2 separate regions of the Mus musculus genome follow, and region 1 is linked to region 2. Evidence: chromatin contacts called from public HiChIP or PLAC-seq data. All regions are on one chromosome and are shown on one strand. The core of a region is the stretch at or near the end of the contact, and the rest is flanking DNA. Distances in the headings are between cores, read along the strand shown.

Region 1 (2,700 bases), core at 66-2,565, 85 kb before region 2:
AATGTTCAGTAGAGAAATGTCTGCAGAGATCTCGCTGTCAGCTTCTCCCTAGGTAGTCGGGTGTTCATTTAAGGTGCTATAGTAGGGAGCGGGAGTTTATCGAGGCTGATCTGGTCACGGGCTTTTCACATTAGAGACCTCAAATTACACCCAGGATCCACGCTACAAGAAAAGTTAGGCTGTTGTTCTCCTACCTTACAGGAAAGGAAGAAGAAAGGAGTGGGCACAGCAATGTTGACTGTGAAATTGGGGGCTCTGTCTTGGGACTTTTCCATCTCTCACCAGTTGCCATGTTGGGAGTACAATTTCCCGGTTCTAATTCTAGCTCCTGAGTTCTCCTCATAGGGATGGTGCTCAGCTCAGAGTGCAGGCATGAAGATGTGTCACTGGGCAGTGTGCCACAAGCTAAACCCTCAAGTCCTGGGCCAGCAAGTTCCATTATGGGAGTGTGTTACAGTCTTACAGGAAGGTAGGATTGCTTTTCTTTTCTTTTTTTTTTTTTAATTTTGTTTTAACCCGTATACGAGTTCACTATAGCTGTCTTCAGACACACCAGAAGAGGGCATCGGATCCCATTACAGATGGTTGTGAGCCACCATGTGGTTGCTGGGAATTGAACTCAGGACCTCTGGAAGAGCAGTCAGTGCTTTTACCTGCTGAGCCATCTCTCCAGCTCAGGCAAGGTTCCTTATTAAGCAGGGACTGCTGGTGTTGGCCTTGTGATAAAACATTCCTTGTGGCCTTTCTGGGAGCAGGTGGATCTTAACAGGGGCCTGGCCTGGTGAGTGATATGCAACAAGGGGCTAGCAGGTAACTGCTGAGGGCTGGACAAATAGATTTAAGAGAGAATTCTTCAACCCTCTGGCCAATGTTGTCAAGATGGCTATGTCCTCCTTGGCATGGCAGTGTGAAAGGGGAAGGAGACTAACGTTTACAAACCTGGACTTCAATTGTCACAGACATAGCTTGGCTGGACCCTCTGAGAGGCGAGTTACTCAGTATCTCCCACTGCACATCGGAATTCGGTAGCATCCATGTGCCCAGTTGCTTCCTCAAAGTTTGTTTTGAAAAGTAGATTGTGATCATTGATCCAGGAGCAGGAGGCTTGGGTTTCTCCTTCTTCTTCCTGCAGAGCTTTCCCAGAATGGAAGCCAGGAAGTGTCCGAAACCTGGAGAAGCTGGCAGTTACTGCAGTTGCACAGGAGAGGGGAGGCGGGCCCGGACCTTGGCTCCCGCGCTGGGGTACAGAGGCGACACGCCTACCTGACTTCTCGCGGGTGCGAGCCGGTGCGGGAGGGGCCCAGAGCAGTGTGGGAAGGCGGAGTCCGCCGGGAAAACGAAACAGAAGAGAACCGGCCAGGCCCGGACTTCCATGGGCAGCAGCAGCGGCAGGGAACGGAGGGCGAATAGATTTCAGAGCCTGCACCTGAAGTACAATTCGAATCCTGCTCCAGGGAGCGAGCCACTGTCCGGATCCAGAAACTTTGGTAAGACCTGAGGGCTATTTTCCCACTCCTGGATAGCGGTTGCAGGAAAAGGGACCCAGAAGGAAAATGACAAGCCCAATGACTTAAAACTCTGGAGGGAACTCTAGAAGCCTGAATGACCCAGAGACTGAATTCTGCGCCAAGACTTTGTGCTGCACAGTCATGGCATTCCAATTAGCTGTCCTTTGTGACAAGCGGGTCCTGCTCCATCCTCCACCAGCCGCTATGGTCAGGCAACCCCCCCCCCCGCGCCTCCCCCTCCCCTTCCCCCTTCTTCTCCCAACTCCCCCGCCCAGTGCCCACCACTTTCAGACTTACTTGGTGGTTCTGGGCCACAGCCAAATACCCTCCAACTCCTGCCTTCATGCTGCCTGTTTCTACTTCCTGGAAAGCCCTTTCCACCTCACCCCACCCCCAAGTGACTTCCTGGGCAGATCTGTCTATCCAGTCCTTTTCACAGAGCCAATGATATGAATTACCTTCCCTAAGCTAGAAACTCCACTCTGCCCTCATAGCCAGCGCCCCCCGTCCCCTGCCCCATATTTTTCTCAATCTTCCAACTAGTACTTAGTACTAGAATTAGTCTTTTTCCTTCTACCAGTAAGATCCCAAGAGCAGTTTTCATTGGCTTGTATAAGCCTAGCACCTGATCCCTGACAGGTGCTCGTTCCATGTATGTTAAGTGGATGGTAATTCATAAATAACCTTGAATTCTAGAGAAACGGGATTCCCTGTTGCACCTTTAGTACTAACCGTGCCTTGCCCCCTGGAGTTAAAGACACTCTCAGGGCAGAGTGTGTGCTTGTTTTTCAGCTTGCCCTGCGGCCCTGGAGGGACCCAAACACTGTGTGCAGCTTGCTCCTTTATATATCATATACTAGCTGAATGCATGTTGTATGGGAAGCAGCGACTGGAGGGGCTCAGCCTTCTGGGGTCCTACAGTCTTCAGGAAGGAGAAAGATCAGGGTCTTCAGGATATAGGTGAGACAAGCAGGTGGCATTTGTTGGTGCATGTGATGGGCTGCTCTTTGGGTGAGCGACTGAGAGCTGAGAGCAGCTTCCTGGTAAGCATCCTGATTCCTTTATAGGAATCCCACCTGTCAATACAGTGGTGAGGTGGAGTGATTCTAGTTGCCCCTGCAGCATCACAGAAGGCCAGCCCATCCTGAGAGGTGAATAAAATTGCTCCCTAGACAAAGGGTTCCAACTCCTG
Region 2 (2,907 bases), core at 392-2,891:
TAATGGCATATAGGAAATTGAACTCACTGGGCATTATAAGAGTCTCTGGTAGAACAGGGAGTTCATTATAGATTAATGACACTCTGGGTCCAGTGTGTGATGCATGATGGGATCAATTTTGATTAATTATGATTTTTTTCATATCTGTAAATGACTTAGATGAAGACGATAAGAAAGTCGACTTCTGTGCCTTCATAGGTAGACTTTGAGCATTTAGGGTAGCATAAGGGAAGGAAGATTGCTAATGACACAGTGCTGGAAGGACAGACAGTGGAGCCAAGAGGAAGCTGGAGAATGATACCGTAGATGTCACCATCAGAGGGTGTTGCTGGGGGAAAAGGAGGACTGTGTGGGATAATAAAAGGGCAAGATAGGCGATTCTGGGTTTTGTGTGGCGTATATTTACTCTGTAAACATACCCCTATTTAGGGAGAATTCAGCAAGTCCCAGGCCATCATGGAGTCTGAGTAAGTCACAGGGTAGAACCAAATGCACATGGCATGTTTAAAAACAATCTAGAAAGAAAACAACAGAATATTAGTGTGCATTGCCCTCTATAATAGGAAACTGAGCATTTTGCCAAAGCTGTGACCTAGTGTAAGCCATGAGGGCATAGATGGTATCTGTTACATACCCACTACGGCTCAGACAGTAACTGATGAAGACATAGACTTTCCTTTCTGGGGTTTCTGGTTTCTCTCCATTTTTTTCTTTGAAAACATTAAAAAAAAATCTTGGTTTGTATGTGTCTGAGCATGTATGTACCACCATTCCCATATAAATGTCAGAAGACAACCTTAGATTGTCAAGCTTCCATCTTGTTTAAGACTGGGTCTTTTGTTTTTTGTGTACACCAGGCTAGGTGGCCCTCAGACTTCTGAGGACGCTGCTGCCTCCACCTGCAGTTTCTCAGTAGATGCTGGGATCACACAGCCAAGCACTGCTGTGTCCAACTCTTACATGAGTTCTAGGAATGCAAACTTAGGTCCGCAGGCTTGAGCGGCAAGTGCTTTGCCCCATTGAATTAACATGGCCCCAGACCCCATTTTTTCCTCTTTACATTTATTATGCTATAGAGGTTGACAGAACATAGTAAAAGGATCTAGTAAAGTAAAAACTGACTCTTACCTGAGTGGATTTTATCACTAAGCCACAGGGAATGCAATGAGTTTCCTATGCTGAACGCAAGCTAATGTTTCCAAGCTGACTCCTTGGTGGAACACCCAGGGTTTTATTACCGGGCCTGTCGGAAAACTTTACCTTTTCCAAAAGACTGCGTGAGTGAGATTCTTATCATCTCGGGGACAGGGTGGCACAGCAGCTGAGAGATGAAAAGAGGGGCGTTCAAGCAGTTGACCAAAACCTCTCATACAGTTTGCATTTACCAGATGCTAAGACACTTGCTGAAAAATAGTCTGTGTGTGAATTCATTCAAAGTAGTGAAATGAATTCAGACTTCAGTAAATTCACATCAATCAATTCTGCTGTCCTTGTCACCAGAAATGGACATATTATGTGAAAACACATACAGTATCTAAAACAAAAGGAATAGGATTTTTTTTTTCAGCAAATGTATTGAGAAGTACATTTTGAAGGCACAAGCGCCACTCTGAATTACCATTTCTGTTCTTGGAACAAACTGCTTTGTCTGTCATGTGACCACACTGTCATGTGACCATAGTTCCTCTTGTCCAGACAGGATCATTGTATTTGTGTCATCTAGAATAATTTTAGAAATTGTCAGTGAATGATTTTAACTTTGAAATTTATCTGTATGTTCCTTAGCCTGGCATAGTGTTGCATACCACCTATGATCTCTGCACTCAGGAGGCAGAAGCAGGTGGGTCTTTATGAGATTGAGGCCCGTTTAGTCTATATAGTGAGAATCAGGTCAGCCAGAGCTATATAGTGAAACCTGGTTTAAAAAACAAACAAAAAAAGAAACAGGCTTCTATGTGTCATTGCTGAAAGAGTCCACCCATGATTGAATTTACCTTGCTGAAGCTATATGCTACTCAGAGATGGTGGAACTTTCTGAGGTGCAGAAACCTGGGAAATCATTAGAGCATGGACTTATGCTGTGCAGAAGCTCCTCTGAGTTTCCATTTAGTGGATTAGACAACAGATCTCAGCATGGGGATTTCGGTAATGCTGTAATTTCTGTCTGCCTTACTGACACGATCATCCTCCAAAACGCCATTGTATTTGTTTAAAGGCTGAATTTTATTATTCTTTAACTACGTATGTTTGTGTGTCTGAGTGTGGGTGTGGGCACATGATGTGTGCAGGTGCCCAAAGCGACCAGACATGTCAGTTCCCTCCAGAGATGGAGTTAACAGATAGTGATGGGTGCTGGGAGTTGAACCCAGGTCTTCTGGAAGAACATCAAGTGCTCTTAACTACTGAGTCATCTCCCAGCCCCTGATGGTAATTTTTAAAAAAGCAAGGTCTTTCATTAAGGACCCTCTTAGAAGTAAGGCTTCCCAAAGATGAGTTCACAAGGCGAGTGAACTGCAAGGTCCCAGCTGTAGTCACTGTCCTGACTTGTGATGTGACAGGTTCACCTGTGCAGCTCCCACCTGCTGCTCCGACGAGCGGCTGTGGCCTGTCTCCGGCAACTCGCACAGAGAGAAGCAGCCGAAGTGTGTGAATACGCCATGAGCCTGGCGAAGAATGCAGGGGACAAGGAGATCAGCGGTGGTAGTGAGTCTCTGATTGGACAATTCTCTTGTTTAAAAACTTCCATGGAGGGGGGCTGCGATTGGGTTGTAATGTGAATAAAAACAAACATTATGGGAAAATTCTCTCATATTTCTAAGAGATCAGAATAATCAGTTTGAGAAACCAGATATTAACCATTAATCTCAGCTTAAATTTTAATACTACAGTAAGCAAGTGGAGATCATA

Evidence for each region. HiChIP or PLAC-seq counts read pairs in DNA pulled down with a chosen protein or histone mark.
Region 1: a contact with region 2 is called in an H3K4me3 HiChIP or PLAC-seq map of bone marrow-derived macrophages, with 2.2 times the contacts expected there. The contact joins the promoter of Eif2ak2 here to the enhancer-like site in region 2. A contact is called at or near these places in 2 of 484 Hi-C or Micro-C datasets (bone marrow-derived macrophages and trophoblast stem cells), 3 of 115 datasets of contacts at active chromatin or transcription factors (bone marrow-derived macrophages, embryonic stem cells and pancreatic cancer cells) and 3 of 9 other capture datasets (adipose tissue, liver and pancreatic islet).

Annotation. Positions count from the first base shown.
Region 1 is chr17:78,881,187-78,883,886 of GRCm38.p6, reverse strand. Eif2ak2 (eukaryotic translation initiation factor 2-alpha kinase 2) reads left to right here and starts at 1,315. Exons shown (of 16, transcript NM_011163.4): 1 at 1,315-1,487. It overlaps Gm26637, which reads right to left and starts at 2,003. Exons shown (of 2, transcript XR_876974.2): 1 at 1,806-2,003.
Region 2 is chr17:78,796,180-78,799,086 of GRCm38.p6, reverse strand. Heatr5b (HEAT repeat containing 5B) reads left to right here. Exons shown (of 36, transcript NM_001081179.1): 22 at 2,559-2,703. Among named protein-coding and RNA genes, the nearest start is that of Heatr5b, 38 kb to the left of the region's middle. Within about 2 kb of position 1,641, at least 2 of the 459 cell types and tissues checked have an H3K27ac peak or open chromatin away from gene starts, as enhancers often do. A contact at or near this core is called in bone marrow-derived macrophages, where this site is marked.